Linked DNA regions of Sus scrofa: region 1 is linked to region 2. A link is a contact called in public Hi-C data. All regions are on one chromosome and are shown on one strand. Each heading gives the region's core, a stretch centred on a gene start, on an enhancer-like site or on the middle of the called end of the contact. The rest is flanking DNA. Distances are from core to core; before and after follow the strand shown.

What was found. A called contact is a pair of places that touch in the nucleus more often than the background predicts.
Region 1: a Hi-C map of liver shows a contact between it and region 2, with 1.8 times the contacts expected there. The contact joins two enhancer-like sites. A contact is called at or near these places in 4 of 47 Hi-C or Micro-C datasets (embryonic fibroblasts, fetal skeletal muscle, liver and 1 more) and 1 of 2 datasets of contacts at active chromatin or transcription factors (skeletal muscle).

The regions. Positions count from the first base shown.
Region 1 is chr18:14,436,677-14,443,449 of Sscrofa11.1, forward strand. All of the region lies in intron 1 of CALD1 (caldesmon), which reads right to left. Among named protein-coding and RNA genes, the nearest start is that of CALD1, 47 kb to the right of the region's middle. Within about 2 kb of position 2,510, at least 22 of the 83 cell types and tissues checked have an H3K27ac peak or open chromatin away from gene starts, as enhancers often do. A contact at or near this core is called in liver, where this site is marked.
Region 2 is chr18:14,291,340-14,298,267 of Sscrofa11.1, forward strand. It overlaps CALD1 (caldesmon), which reads right to left. Exons shown (of 15, transcript XM_021079167.1): 7 at 3,381-3,526. LOC102160748 (a long non-coding RNA gene) reads right to left here. Exons shown (of 2, transcript XR_308984.3): 1 at 4,674-6,928; 2 at 4,310-4,620. Among named protein-coding and RNA genes, the nearest start is that of AGBL3, 29 kb to the left of the region's middle. Within about 2 kb of position 3,237, at least 9 of the 83 cell types and tissues checked have an H3K27ac peak or open chromatin away from gene starts, as enhancers often do. A contact at or near this core is called in liver, where this site is marked.

The DNA.
Region 1 (6,773 bases), core at 1,260-3,759, 140 kb after region 2:
TTTTAACAGCATATCTAACAGCAGAAATATGAAAAGGCATGAAAGTTTAAAAAAAAAAAAGCTCAGGAGTTCCTGCTGCAGCTCAGTGGTAACAAATCCAACTAGTATCCATGAGGATGCAGGTTCGATTCCTGGCTGGCTCAGTGTGTTGAGGCTCTGGCATTGCCGTGAGCTGTGGTGTAGGTCACAGATGTGGCTCAGATCTGGCGTTGCTGTGTGGTGTAGGCTGGCAGCTGTAGCTCTGATTCGACCCCTAGCCTAGGAATTTCCATATGCCACAGGTGCAACCCTAAAAAAAAAAAAAAAAAAAAATCAAACTTCTAGATTTCCCATTTCCTATTTACTCAAACACAGGTGGGTCAGCAGTTCCAGGGTGGCTGAGATAATCATTCTAGCCAAGCTGGACGCACTGGAGAGTCCTTGGCTAGATATTTCCATTGCATCACTGCTATAACTATATGCTTATCATGCAGAGTGTGTTTGAAGTCTTTTGATTTTTCCTTTGGTTATCATCAATCTTTCAAAAAAAGATCTAAGCAAGAGAGACATAAGGACATCAGGGCTAAAGCTTGTGGCTACCCAAGGGCAACAGGACATTTCCAACTGAATACATCTGAATGGGAAAAGAAATAAAAACTAGAAGGAGTGGGGCAGGGGAGATGGAAGGAGGCTAGGAGTGGGAGGAGAAAGGAAGAATGGAGGGAAGGAGGGAGAGAACTTTTAACAGAACCCTTATTTTCTTCCATAAAGTATCTTCTCTCACTGTTTTTCCCTCATTTATTAATTTTTAGGTTACTTTAAAAAAGGAGAGAAAATTATGATCAAAATCCTTAAATTAAGTAAGTGAATAAGTAAAAGGATGAGAACAGCTTTTTCTAGCTGACACAGTGCTATACTGTCAAGTATTCCAGACATCTAAAGCTTGGTTTCCAGCAATTTGCAAGAGGAAAATGTTCTGCCTTTCTCATTTCAGTGTTGAGAAGGAGCTTCCTTGCATGATCCTGATTGATAACTTCAGCAATTTTTCAAAATGAACTGTAAGTTATGGGTGAGTGAATCATAAAAAGAACTACATTTGAAAGAGACCTAAGTCAACATTTATTCTTTTTTGCCTCAAAGTTTATTTCTACATATGTTAAGCCTAGGGCAGGCATTGCTAGGCTTTTGGTATATATTGCTTTAGAGGCTAAAAAATTCCAAATTACTGAAGTCATAATGAAGGCAATGCACAGTTGCTTTGGCTAAAATTTTCTTTTTTTCTTCAGGCCAAATATTTTCAACACTAAGTATATACACATACACATATTGGAAACGTGTCCTGTAAGATTCCAGACACATTCATAGATGATGTCTAATAATCGTTCTAGGTATGGCTGCTTCTGTAGGATAGAGACTGTTCTAGACTCTGGACAGAGGTGCTGAATTAGTGGACAGTCCAATAGGGATTCATTTGAGACCCTTTAGATGGTGGTAGTTGTTGTATATAACATTTGATGATGGTGGTGGTGGGTGTGTGGGTGTGTGTGTGTGTGTGTTTTCAAATATGTAGGAAATGTGTCCTGCATGTATTATGGCAGACAAATATGGCCTCCCAGAGACGTAGTCAAGACTATATGGGAACAAAAGGACGAAGAGGCAGTCAAGTGGTGAGATAAGACTCCGAGTAGAGGAAAGAGAAGTGAGGAGGGGATAAGGGAAAATAGAAAAATATTTCTGACAAAAATACAAAAAGCTTCCTGGGGTAGAAATAAAAAGAAGACTCAATATAAATTGTGTTTTGTTTGTTTGTTTAAGATCCAGAAACTGAGGGAGTTGTTGCTAGGTGAGGATCTATGGGAGGCAGAAAACTAGCATAGGTAGAGTAAATGCCCATCCCAAATTGCCAATGATAGTCTCCATTTAGAACTCTGATTTTTGGGAAATTATTAATAGCTCCTCCTTTCCCTCTCAAAAGTGTCCTGGTTTATATAAATGTTATAACCACCCTCTCTATGGACCTCCTCTGGCCAAAGACAGAGAGTAGCCATAAGCAGGATGGAAGCTGGGAAATGGACACCAAGAAGAGCTTTAAGGAAGGGGGTAAAAGGAAACAATAGCTAAAGAAAAAAGGATACAAGGTATAATGTGTGAACAATTTGTAACTAATTATGCCAAACAGGGATCAAGTAAGGAAGGCCATTTAGAGGAAAAAGTGTCTAAAAATGTAAGGATGGATGGAGAAGCAATAGAAGAAACCAAAGACAAGAGACAAATGAATCAGAGCACAAAAATGTGTAGGCTCCTAATATTTTCCCCTGTATTTGGGAATTAGTGGTTATGATCAGCATGTATAAAAATGACTGAAAGTGACCATCCTGGCTTTCCACCCAGGGTAGGCATGCAGAAAGTCCCATCTGCTGTTGCCTCCCAGCCTGCTGCTCCAAAGCTGCTCACCCCCTCCTCCTAGCACTCTGCCTCTCAGCCTTGCAGGCTGCCTCAACCAGAGGCTTCCCACCAAGCCCCTCCCCCACTTCTGATGGCCGCATACCAGACTGTCTGCCACTGTGGTTTCACAGGCTTCCACAGATAGGCCACAGTATGTGAAGCTGCACTTCAATGCGTCATTTCAGAGACCTCTTTTGACTTTTTCCTGGATCAGAATTTTGTATTGCGAAAGGCAGAAAGTAAATGTCAAAGGCAAGTTCAAAAGGTCAAGTGATTTCTAGCTAAGCATTCCCTACACCCAGAGAGAAGATGGAATACCACCAGCAAGAGGATCGTTGGCACTTAGAGTTTCAGAAAAGACGTCTTTCGGATTTCTACCACTATTTGGAATGGGGGCATATTATAGGTTGAATTGTGGCTCCCTCAAAATCCTTATGTTGAATTCTTAATCCCCAGTATCTCAGAATATGACCTTTTTTTTGGAGATAAGGTCTTTTCAGAGGTAATCAACTTCTAGTGAGGTCATCAGGGCAAGCTCTAATCTGGCTGGTATCTTTATAAAAAGAAGAAAGTTGGATACAGACACGCATTCAGAGAGAATGCTCTATGAACATGAAGATGGCCATCTATAAACCAAGGGAAGAGAGGCCTGAAACAGATCCTTCCCTACAGCCCTCAGAAGGAACTAACCCTGCTGACACCTTAATGTTGGACTTCCAGCCTCACAGTTGTGAGACAATAGGTTTCTGTTGTTAAGCCACCTAGTTTGTGGTACTTTGTTATAGCAGTTGTAAGAAACTAATACCCTAGATGCAGTCTGGTCAAAGACGGGAGTGAGGAGCTGACCAGACTTATTAGAGATTTTTTTTCATTTCCCTACGAAGACGAAGTGATGCTTCTTTGCTTTCTCTGAAATAGTAAGCACTCCCTATGGCAAGATGATACTGGGTGATCCTGAGGGAATAATTTCAATTGCTTATGTCTGTTTTTCCCTCCATGGAGTTGATTATGGGGCCTGTGGTCTAAAACCCCCGCTATGACTGATTGTTAAGGCAAAGGGAGTTTGGGACAGGAAGATCGGCCTTAAATTGTGAAGCCTTATTAATAAATACACCAAGAACAGCTGTCACGGCAAGTAGACCCTAACTTCTTCAGTCAATCATTGCAGTGGAGGACTTCCCACTTGCTCCTCACAGAATTAGCTCTGTCTTGGCTTTGTGAATATCTAAATTTGACTTCATCAAACCCCAAAGCAGCTGGACATACTCAGACAAAGAGTTGAATCCTTCAGTACATAACTCCAGAAGAGCTCTGCTTGAGTTAGAGAAAAGGGTATAACCTATTTGTTAAACTATCTTGGCTACCAGAAAAGGAAAAGACAAAAATATTTCTGCAGGTTTCTTTTCTTTTAAACTGCGATAGGCCTAGATTCTCCTCCCGTTGAACTCTTCCTTGAACAACCTCTCAAGTCAGAAGTGAAAGCAGTGGTATTTGGCCCTGCTTCCTTATATGGCGGGGAAAGACAATGCGCTTGTCTATTTGAACTGCAGTGTGGCTCTCTGACAAATTATAATGATTGGTTATGGAAACCTCCTGCTCTGGTTTCCATCGCTCTCCCGAGGCAAGACGCAGAACAGACAGCTGTAGGAATGGGAAAGGGTTGGAGTCAGGGAGCTGTGTTGAATCTAGCTCTGCCATTTGCCAATTGTGTGACTTTGGGCAACTTATTTATTTTACTGCCCTGGGGTTGTTATCTTCAACTAGAACAGTGCCTGTTCACGTTGCAAATATGCCAGCAAAGCAGCTGAACCACTTAGCTTACCTTCCCAACCATCTCTAACGTAAAGGGCTCAGGATAACTATCGGTCCATTTCTATTTGCTCTCCCTCCCAAGTTCAGTCCTTGATAGGTCTCAATCTTCTCCCCTTTCTCATTCTCTCCTTTTCTCCCTCTCTCACTCCCAATCTAAAACATTAAGAACCTACAAAACAACCCAGCTTTGGTAATAAAACCCTTTTGCCATCCTAGATAAAGATTATTTGGAATGCTAAAGGCAGCACAGTTCCAATGATAAGGGTAGGGGAGAAAACTCTGGTTGAAAGGGATGGTGGAGGTTGTCTGCCGTTGCAGAGCAGGGCTGTCCAAGTGCCAGAGACAGAAAGATCTAGTTGGAAAGCGCTTGTGCTGACCTGAAACAGGGTTTCCTGTAACCATACCTACTGACCCTACTTCTGCTTCCTGGAGAATTTGACATGAAAGAAATTGACTCCTTTTGCTCCATCTACATGGTGGCCATAGAGTAAGCAGCTTGGGAGCTTGGGAGAGTTTGAGGCTAAGGGCCTCACACCTACAGATGCCCCCACAGAAAACCCTGGCTGATAGCTGGCCATTTTTAACATAGTGCCTATTATATGCAAAGCAGTTTGGAGATATTATTTCTAGTCCTTATAACAACAAAAATGGAGGAATAAGGAGTTCCTGCCATGGTGCAGTGGGTTAAGAATCTTATTGAAGTGGCTCCGGTGGCTGTGAGGCACAGGTTCAATCTCTGGCCCAGAGTAGAGGGTTAAAGGATCTGGTGTTGCTGCAGCTGCAGTGTAGGTCACAGCTGTGGCTCAGATTCAAGCCCTGGCCCAGAAACTTTCATATGCTGTGGGTGTGGCCATAAAAAAATTTTTTTTAATTAAAAAAATAAAAATAAAAAGGAGGAATAATTAACCCTTTTAACATGTGGAGAAACAAGCTAGAAAATGGTACATTTGAAATTCAAACCCATGTCTTCCTGATTCCAAAGCGTGTTCTCAAATAGGTCACATCCCCAGAGCTGCACACGAAACCGATGGAGTGACTGGGCAGCGCAGGGTGGTGGTTGAGTATGCAGACGATGGAGCCAGGTTTGAATCTTGACTCTGTCACTTACTAGCTGTGTGACCTTAGATGTGATACTTAACCTGATTGTAACTCAGTTTTCTCATCTGTAAATCTGTTTGCTCTGAAGATTATTAATTTGATACACTACTCGGCTTATGTCAGGCAGTGCTGAAAGCACTCAGTACTGATATAACTAGACAGGGATCAATGAACTCAAACAAATATTAGCTTCAGCATTCTTATCAAGAAGAAATTATGGATATTTATTCCTTGACTCATTTAACTCCCACTTTGAATACCTATTAAATGTGGGGACAAGGCACTTTTTTAGGCTCAAGTCACAGCCCCTGAAAAACTCACACAAGGGCTCTGATTTCATGGTGCTTAGGAGCATAAGAAACGATGAACACGTAAACAAAGATATAGGCAGTCATAAGCATACATTATGAATATTCATGTAACTAAACAACAGAGGTATCCTGATTGGTTCTCTAGAGTAGAGGCTAATTTTACTAACTTGATACCATAGGGTCAGTGGGGTGCTGGTACATGTTTGATAAGAAGCTCTGGGGGTCAGCAGGGAGGGGAGTCTGATTTGTAGCATTTGCTAATTTCCAGAGTGTAAATACTTCCACTGTGGTTGTTCTCAAGCTGCCAACATGACATTAGTGAACAAAGAATTAGGAGGAGAAATTCAGTTGCACAGCATTCAATTGTATTTCCACCATATGGATACAATAGATGTAACTAACCTGGAGAGCAGAGATAACAGTAAAACAGAGTAAGACCATTAGGAAGGGATGAGTGTTCAGTATTTATCACTTTGGTTTTAATATAATTTATTTAACTCAAAGTGTATATAATTTAATTTTTAATAATGACTATGTGTAACATTTAGTTCTCAAAACCTTAAACATTTATAACAATTGTCCTTTGGGAGCTAGTGTGAGCCGGCTCCACACATCAGGGTTGAGGATGTGCGGAGAAGGGAGACAATTTTGGAGGAAAGGGAGACAATTTTAGAGGAAAGGGAGACTGAGTCATTGCGGTGTCATTACGCAGACATGGGCTCTAATCTAATTCCTTTTTGGCTGCTCTTTTCCAGCAAGCTCTGCTTTCATGTACACAGTGGAAGCACTGCTCTATAAACCAAATATCATCAGTACAAATACAGCAACAATTCTGGCATTCTTATTGGACCAGTTTGCTCACGCAGAGATACTTTTTGCTCTACAGTTGCTGGTGAATACAATTTATGTTACTTGGTGCTCTGAATATGGTTGATTCTTCTGTGCGATACAGAGGATGTAACCCACAACTGTTGAGTAAAGGAAGACTGTAGAGATGGATTTTTGGTCCTGCCAAAGCAAGTTATTCCCCCTTTCTGTGAATCTGAGGCTTGTTTCTTAGGGCTCACATGCTTCTGAAGGGGCCACCCAGGGAAGCATCTAAGCCGGAGGCGGAGACCGCCCCAGCCT
Region 2 (6,928 bases), core at 1,987-4,486:
TTCATTTTGGATATTCAAAGACCCATCATTAGGGACTGATTAAATAAATCATGATCCATCCACCCAGCTGAACACTCTAACATTAACTGCAGGCTTACATTCATTGGTACAGAAGCTAGCTAAGATACATTGTTACACACAATGCAAGAATCATTTCAAAACAGAGAGGTATAGGGAGTTCCTGTTGTGGCGCAGCAGAAACGAATCTGACTAGGAACCACGAGGTTGCGGGTTCGATCCCTGGCCTCGCTCAGTAAGTTAAGGATCTGGCACTGTCGTGAGCTGTGGTGTAGGTCACAGACGCGGCACAGATCTGGCATTGCTATGGCGCTGGCGTAGGCTGGCAGCAACAGCTCTGATTAGACCCCTAGCCTGGGAACCTCCATATGCCACGGGTGTGGCCCTAAAAAGACAAAACTAAATAAATAAATAAATAAAACAGAGATTTATAACTATAGGAGTTCCCTGGCAGCCTAGTGGTTAAGGATCTGGTTTTGCCACTGCTGTGGCTAGAGTCACTGCTGTGGCACACGTTCGATCCCTGTCCCAGGAACTTATGCATGCTGCAGAATTATACATATATAATTATACTAACACGTATACATACTATATGTGCATGTGTGTGTCTGTTTTGAATGCATTCACACAGAGAATGCCTGGAAAAAATGTTACTGGTAGTTATCTTTGGGTGATGGGTATTTCTTTTTATACTTTTAATATAATATTTATTTTCTGAATGTTTTAATGAGTACATTTCCCCCCTGTAATCAGAATAAAAACCCTGATTCCCACAATAAAAAAGTAAACAGAAAGCAAAACAAATCCTCATTTTGTTCTTTCTACAAAACCTTGGTATTATCTGCTGTCTCTATAGGCTTGCTTCTTGAATTGAAATTTTCCTATTATGCTTTAGGGGAAACAATTTGCCGGTAAGAAAGCAGGCCTCTAAAGGGATCAGTAATTAAATCGGACCAAAGGGGCTACGCTCAAAACTGGAAGAGGAGTTCCATCCACGTCGCCTTTGCTCAGATGTGCTGGCATGCACTCAGCATTAGGGTGCCACCAATACAGAAATTTCTTCCAGAAGGTTCTCTTCTCTCTCCTTGGCTTTGCTAGGTGCAAGATGAACATCTGACTTTTTACTATGAACAGCTGGTTTTCAGTTAGGCTGGTGAGCTCTAAGCTAATCTAAAGAGAGGTTCAGAGTTCCCGTCGTGGCACAGTAGAAATGAATCCGACTAGGAACCCTGAGGTTGCAGGTTCCACCCCTGGCCTCACTCAGTGGGTTAAGAATCGGGCATTGCCCTGAGCTGTGGTATAGGTAGCAGATGAGGCTCGGATCTGTTGTTGCTGTGGCTATGGTGTAGACCAGTGGCTATAGCTCTGACTGGATCCCTAGCCTGGGAATCTCCACGTGCCGCCACAGGTGCGGCCCTAAAAAAAATAAAATAAAATAAATAAAGAGAGGCTCCCACTCCCTTCCCTGCTCCTTACTTTATAACTATGTGGAGCAAAACCAGGTGTCTCTGCTTCTATTGGCATCAACTTCTAACTGAAACTAAAACTAATATTATGTTGGCAGCTAAACAGAAACTAATAACATGGTGGCAGCTTGTTTCATTCTTTTCTGCCCAAACACAAACAGTTAAAAGCAAGAGTCCCATTTATGGCTTCTCAGTGATCAATCTGTTTGCCATCCCTTCTGACTTATCTCTTTGAATTCCACTTCTCTGGATTTCCGAACAGTGGGCGTGTTAATTATTAATTTGAGCTTTGACTGAAGCTGGTTGGCAAGTTTGCTAATTGTTAACCAATCTTCTTTCTACTGATGGATTTTTTTAAACATTACTTCTCTTAACAAAATTGTGTTGGTACCTACACACATATTTTAAACTATCAGATAATTAAACGATAACATTACTAGGTAATATTTATTCAACGCTTTTCATGAACATGACACTGTTCTAGGGCTTTAAAACATTAAACTACTGGCACTTCAGCAAGCTCTGCATTCCGCTTACCAGCCTGAATCAACATGATTTCTAGATTTTCTATGAATTCCTAAGTAAACAATTTTCACATCTACTTTTTCGCCAACCCCAAGCAACATCTATAGGTTCTACCCTTTGCATTCCTTCACACTTTATTTAGGCTTTGTATGCACATCTTTTCTTCCATGTGCTTTAGGCTCTTTTTTGGATAAATGTGACTAGGTTGCTGCTCAAATTTTTGAGTAGAAAAATTGTTTGGGTACTGCTGTATTTACCTAAGATCTTAGCACCTTAGAGCAGCTGGAAATGTCTGTCTCTAGTAGTTCTCCTTACTTCCAAGTATTATAAATGCTTTGTTGTAAGGCGTAGTCTGACTTCTGTACAATACCTGCTTGAAAATTTCTTATTTGCAGTGTCCTGAAAATCGGAGTCTACTGGCAAGGCTGCTACCAAGGAAAACCCCATGGGAATCCATGTTACAGGGACCCAAGACTCTTTTCTATGACATCTGGCGCAGGAACCAGTGACATAACAGAGACCGGCATTTGGCAGCAGTGGTTGGAGGGAGTGGGGCACAGAGAATTAGGCAGCCAGGTGTCTATGGCAGGCTTCTGCAACTTGAGTCCTTCTGCAAAGCTGATGGGGGGCAGGGGCGGCTCTCTGTATTCAATGTATCTAGAGGTGAGGATTTACCTGCATATACTTGTCTCTCTGTCCTTAAATCAGCTGCCCAGATAGTTAAGATAAAGTGGGGAGGGGGTGAAAAGAGGAAACTGAAGCTATGCAGGAGGTTTTCCAAACTAGGGTGGTAGTCATGTGCCCTCTTCCTCCCTCTTAGAGATTCCCAACACAAAGTAACATCGAGGGCTCTAAGTACTTTGGAAACACACGGTTAAACTAAATGAATCAGATTGAAGTATTTGGCTACTGAGCAAACATGGTTTTAGGCAACAATTACTTACAACCTTAAGCAAATAGATTCTTGAAAATGGTACTGAGAAGGCTCTCTTATGAAGTTGGCTGGACCAGACAGAGACCAAATCAATGATACTAACTCCAGTCATAATGTTTTCTAATAAACTGATCTTACATGAACATATTAGGTCAGTGAACAAAAAAACCATGGATGCCAAGCATGATCTGCCTTGCCAAATAATGGGAAAAGCAGATCAAACCGTGTCTGAGCAATGCCTGCTGGTCGCCTGTTAGTGACTGATAGCCTGACCTGCTGACTGAGCATCTCTAAGACAATGGCCAATGACCTCACAACAAAAGCATGTTGCCTGTTAGCACGTTTCTGTCTGGAGACACAGGGTAGGGAGACTGATTTTTTTTTGTTGTTGTTCCACATGTGAACAGAGTCACTGTTAACTCTTCACTACTTCTTACCTGAACGTATTCTCGGTGTGTTTGAGCTTGTGGGTCATGAATTCTCCATTCTGTGCCTTCACGTCTGTAAGTCCCTTCTTTCCACCCAAGAAGCTCTTAACTTCTTCCTTGCGTTCTTTGTCCTTTTTAGTCTTCTCATCTTTGATCTAGTCAGTGGTATAGATCAGGAAGAAACATAACAATAAGAATCTTATTGGGTTTTGGTTGGTATCACCAAATCAGACCCAACATTGTTAGGAAGCCAGAAAACTCACAAGTAAAACAAACCACTAGAGAATAATGTGGTAGAGCTGAAATCAGAGGAAATTCTTAGAGCATGAGCTATGGGCCTCCAGCCTCTGAGGAAAGACCTTGACCACAATTTTAGGAGGTCAAGATCATTCCTGATTTCACTGAGGTTTTATTTTCCAAAGTAGTGGAGGTGTTACCGTTTGGAAATGATTATATTCTGGGAACTCCACCTAAGAGTGGTTGTTTTCAGTTCCCACTGGGAAGAGCAATTATTAGTGTGGCCTTGATGGGAGAATGGCCAGGTTGCTTGGACAGATTTCTTCTTGGACGAAGGGGACTTGAGGACACAAACGTGTTGAGGAGGAAAGAAGAAACCTACCGAGTTACCAGATCTGTCGAGCTGAGTTTGGCAGATGGCAGGGGAAGACCACCCATGTATTTCACCAAATGAATAACTTGGGTCCCCAGAACAGAAGACATAATAACCCTACCTTTAGGGGGATGACTCAGAGACCTGTGGGGGTACGTTTGTAGTCATCTAAACCATTAAAGATAGAATGAAATGGGAAAAATTCCAGGGTTTACCTTGACTTCCATTGAAGGTAATAATTTAGTCTCTGGATGTGGTTTTGCGATTATTGTAGGAGAAAGTTAGGTGATACAGGGAGAGCAGCTTTAATTTTTTTTTTTTTTGAGGGTTTTGTGTTACAAGTTCCTCACAGTGAGTCAGATTATTTCAAAATAAACTGCATTTACTTAGCTTTGGGGGGAATAAAGGAGCTCAAATTACTTTACCTTTATCATCTCACCCATTCTTAAAAAGTGAGTGTGAAAACGGCTGGGGTTCATTAATGCTCTTTTCAAGACAAAGAGCGACAAGACACTAACATGCTAAAGAAACCTAAGAAGATGGGGTGCTGGCCAGGATGGTCCCTCTTACCTGACCACACATCTCTTTGCAGCTATTTTGTACTTCCCATAACCTCCACCCTCTTCCCTTCACCCCCACCTGCAGCTATTTTGTACTTCCCATAACCTCCACCCTCTTCCCTTCACCCCCACCTAAGTGCATGTTTTACTGAGCAGAGTACAGATTTTTGCTCTTCTCTGATGAGGCTTCGGTAGTCCTTTGCCTGGTTGCCTTCCCTGAGTGCTATTTAAATTACTATAGATGGACTATTCACTACGATGCTGCCCTAATTATGACTTTAATCTTTTTCCAAGGGGCATACATCAAGGACAGCCCTTGGACATGCTGGCTGTTATTTTGCCATTCACTCTGAGAGTTTTGTCTGCAAGTCAGGAGATCTGAAAGCTGTCAACAAACTTGCTGTGTTCCTTTCAAAGTAGCCTAATGTCTCTGGAATGCCGGCTGCAGGTACATAAAAAAAGAGAACTGGACTAGATGATCCCTTCCCAATCTTTCATCTTGTCATTTCTCTCTTGGCTCCTGATGTGTCCTGAGAGACTCCAGGCAAGAGAGAAGCTCCTGGTCTGTCCTACAGCATTAATGCAGCTCCTTGGTGGCTATCACTGCCCGCTAATAAATCAGTATTCACTGGGCAGGCGGGGCAGGCAAGTCTCTTCTCATTTTGATCCACCATTGGTGCTTACAGACCCCAAAACCACAGACTGGAGTTTCTTTCCTGGTTAGGAAGTATTTAGGGAACACATTTAAGGGTGAGAGGGTCCTATCTCAGGGAACCCATGAAAGACATTCTGAGTCAAATCTCACAGTTTGGGAAGCAGTATAAAAAGAGAAATTCCCTTTAACTCATTTCTATTTTGGAGTCTGAGATATTTCCAGTCTCCCCAAATGCATGATCTGATTTACTGACTGAAAATGTGTGTAAAATAGATTTGTAAAACAATACACGTCTAACAGAAGAAAAATCCCCCCTTTATTGGCAAAGGTTACAGTGGATGGTATGCTTATGGTCTCTTTGGCAGACGTTCTTAGAAAAATTCCCAAAGAAATAATGAAAACTTGATTCTGACTGCAAACTATTTTTTCTTTCTGGGAAATGAATAAAGTTAATTCCACAACACCTTCAAATTTTATTTTAAGGAGTACAGTGGGTTGGATTCTATCGCAGATTCAACCCAGCTCATGGGATATTCTGAGCCCACTGGGAAAAGCATTAGATCCTCTAGATCAAAATGTTACCATGAAGAAAATCTGTGCTGATGGATTAATATGAGGATATTAAGATTAACATGTAACCTGAAGGAGCTAAAGTGCTTCCTACACAGGTAACATCGGCACACTCATAAGAAAGGCTCTAGTCAAATGTGACCATCTGGATAAAACGATGGATACCCGGGATATTCCATGGGATAACACATAGCTAAATGTGTGTGTGAGGGGGTGGGAATTCGATGACAGGCCCTTGTGCCAGAGAGACACTCAGAAGGTCATGAGCAAGTCTAAAAGGACTGAGATGCCGGGCTCTGCGGTACACTGCTTTGCATTATTTGATTCCAGAAGAGTGAGGAGCACTGGTGCAAGTTACAGTTTTTGAGACTAAACTGAACCCACTTTTGCTAGATTTAGAAGCCTCAATTCCTTTCCCGGGTCCACATCTATCATATGGATGATCCATGGCCAAGGTGGACTTCACAGGGAGCTAAGGCTCGACACAGACCCACTGAGTCCAAGTCTGCGTGTGATCTGCATGCACACTAATGTTTGAGAAGCTTTGGCCTATGTGATATGAATATCAGTTTCAACGTGACAGGAACAGCTCTGCTGGAAACTGTTTTCCTGTTAGAAGTCAGAAAAAAAAAAAAAAAAAAAGCTCTAGGGTGAAGAACTAAAAAGAGGCATTTGATAGTTGGGGAAGAGAAAAAGCAGAAATGAAGTTTCACGGTTGATGGTCATCTACGACCTGTCACCACAAAGAGTAAGACTACAGGGGAGAAAGGTTGTTTGTAAGGTATGGGAGTGACTTCTGGAAACATCTGCTCTGAGACAGCTCACTTGAGGTTGGTGTTTACCGATCCTGCACAGCTCCTTGAGAGGAAGGCATTTTTTCAGGAGGGGGAGGCGACAAAAGGTGGGGTGGGAGGGGGAGGAGGAGGGTGTTTCAAAGGGTTAAATCAAGTAAAATATGGTTTCAAGTTATCCACATGAAGCAACAGCATAAACAGCTGGAGCGTGGGAAAATCTAGTCTTTCAACTAGTAAGTTACGGACCAATGTTAAAAGAGGAATGACAACTTTTTTTTTAAGTTTGGGTGGAGGAGCTAATCTGGCTTTGTGTCAAAAAGAAGCCAAGTGCTGGGATACTGGAATGTGCCAGAGGGCAAAGTGGGAAC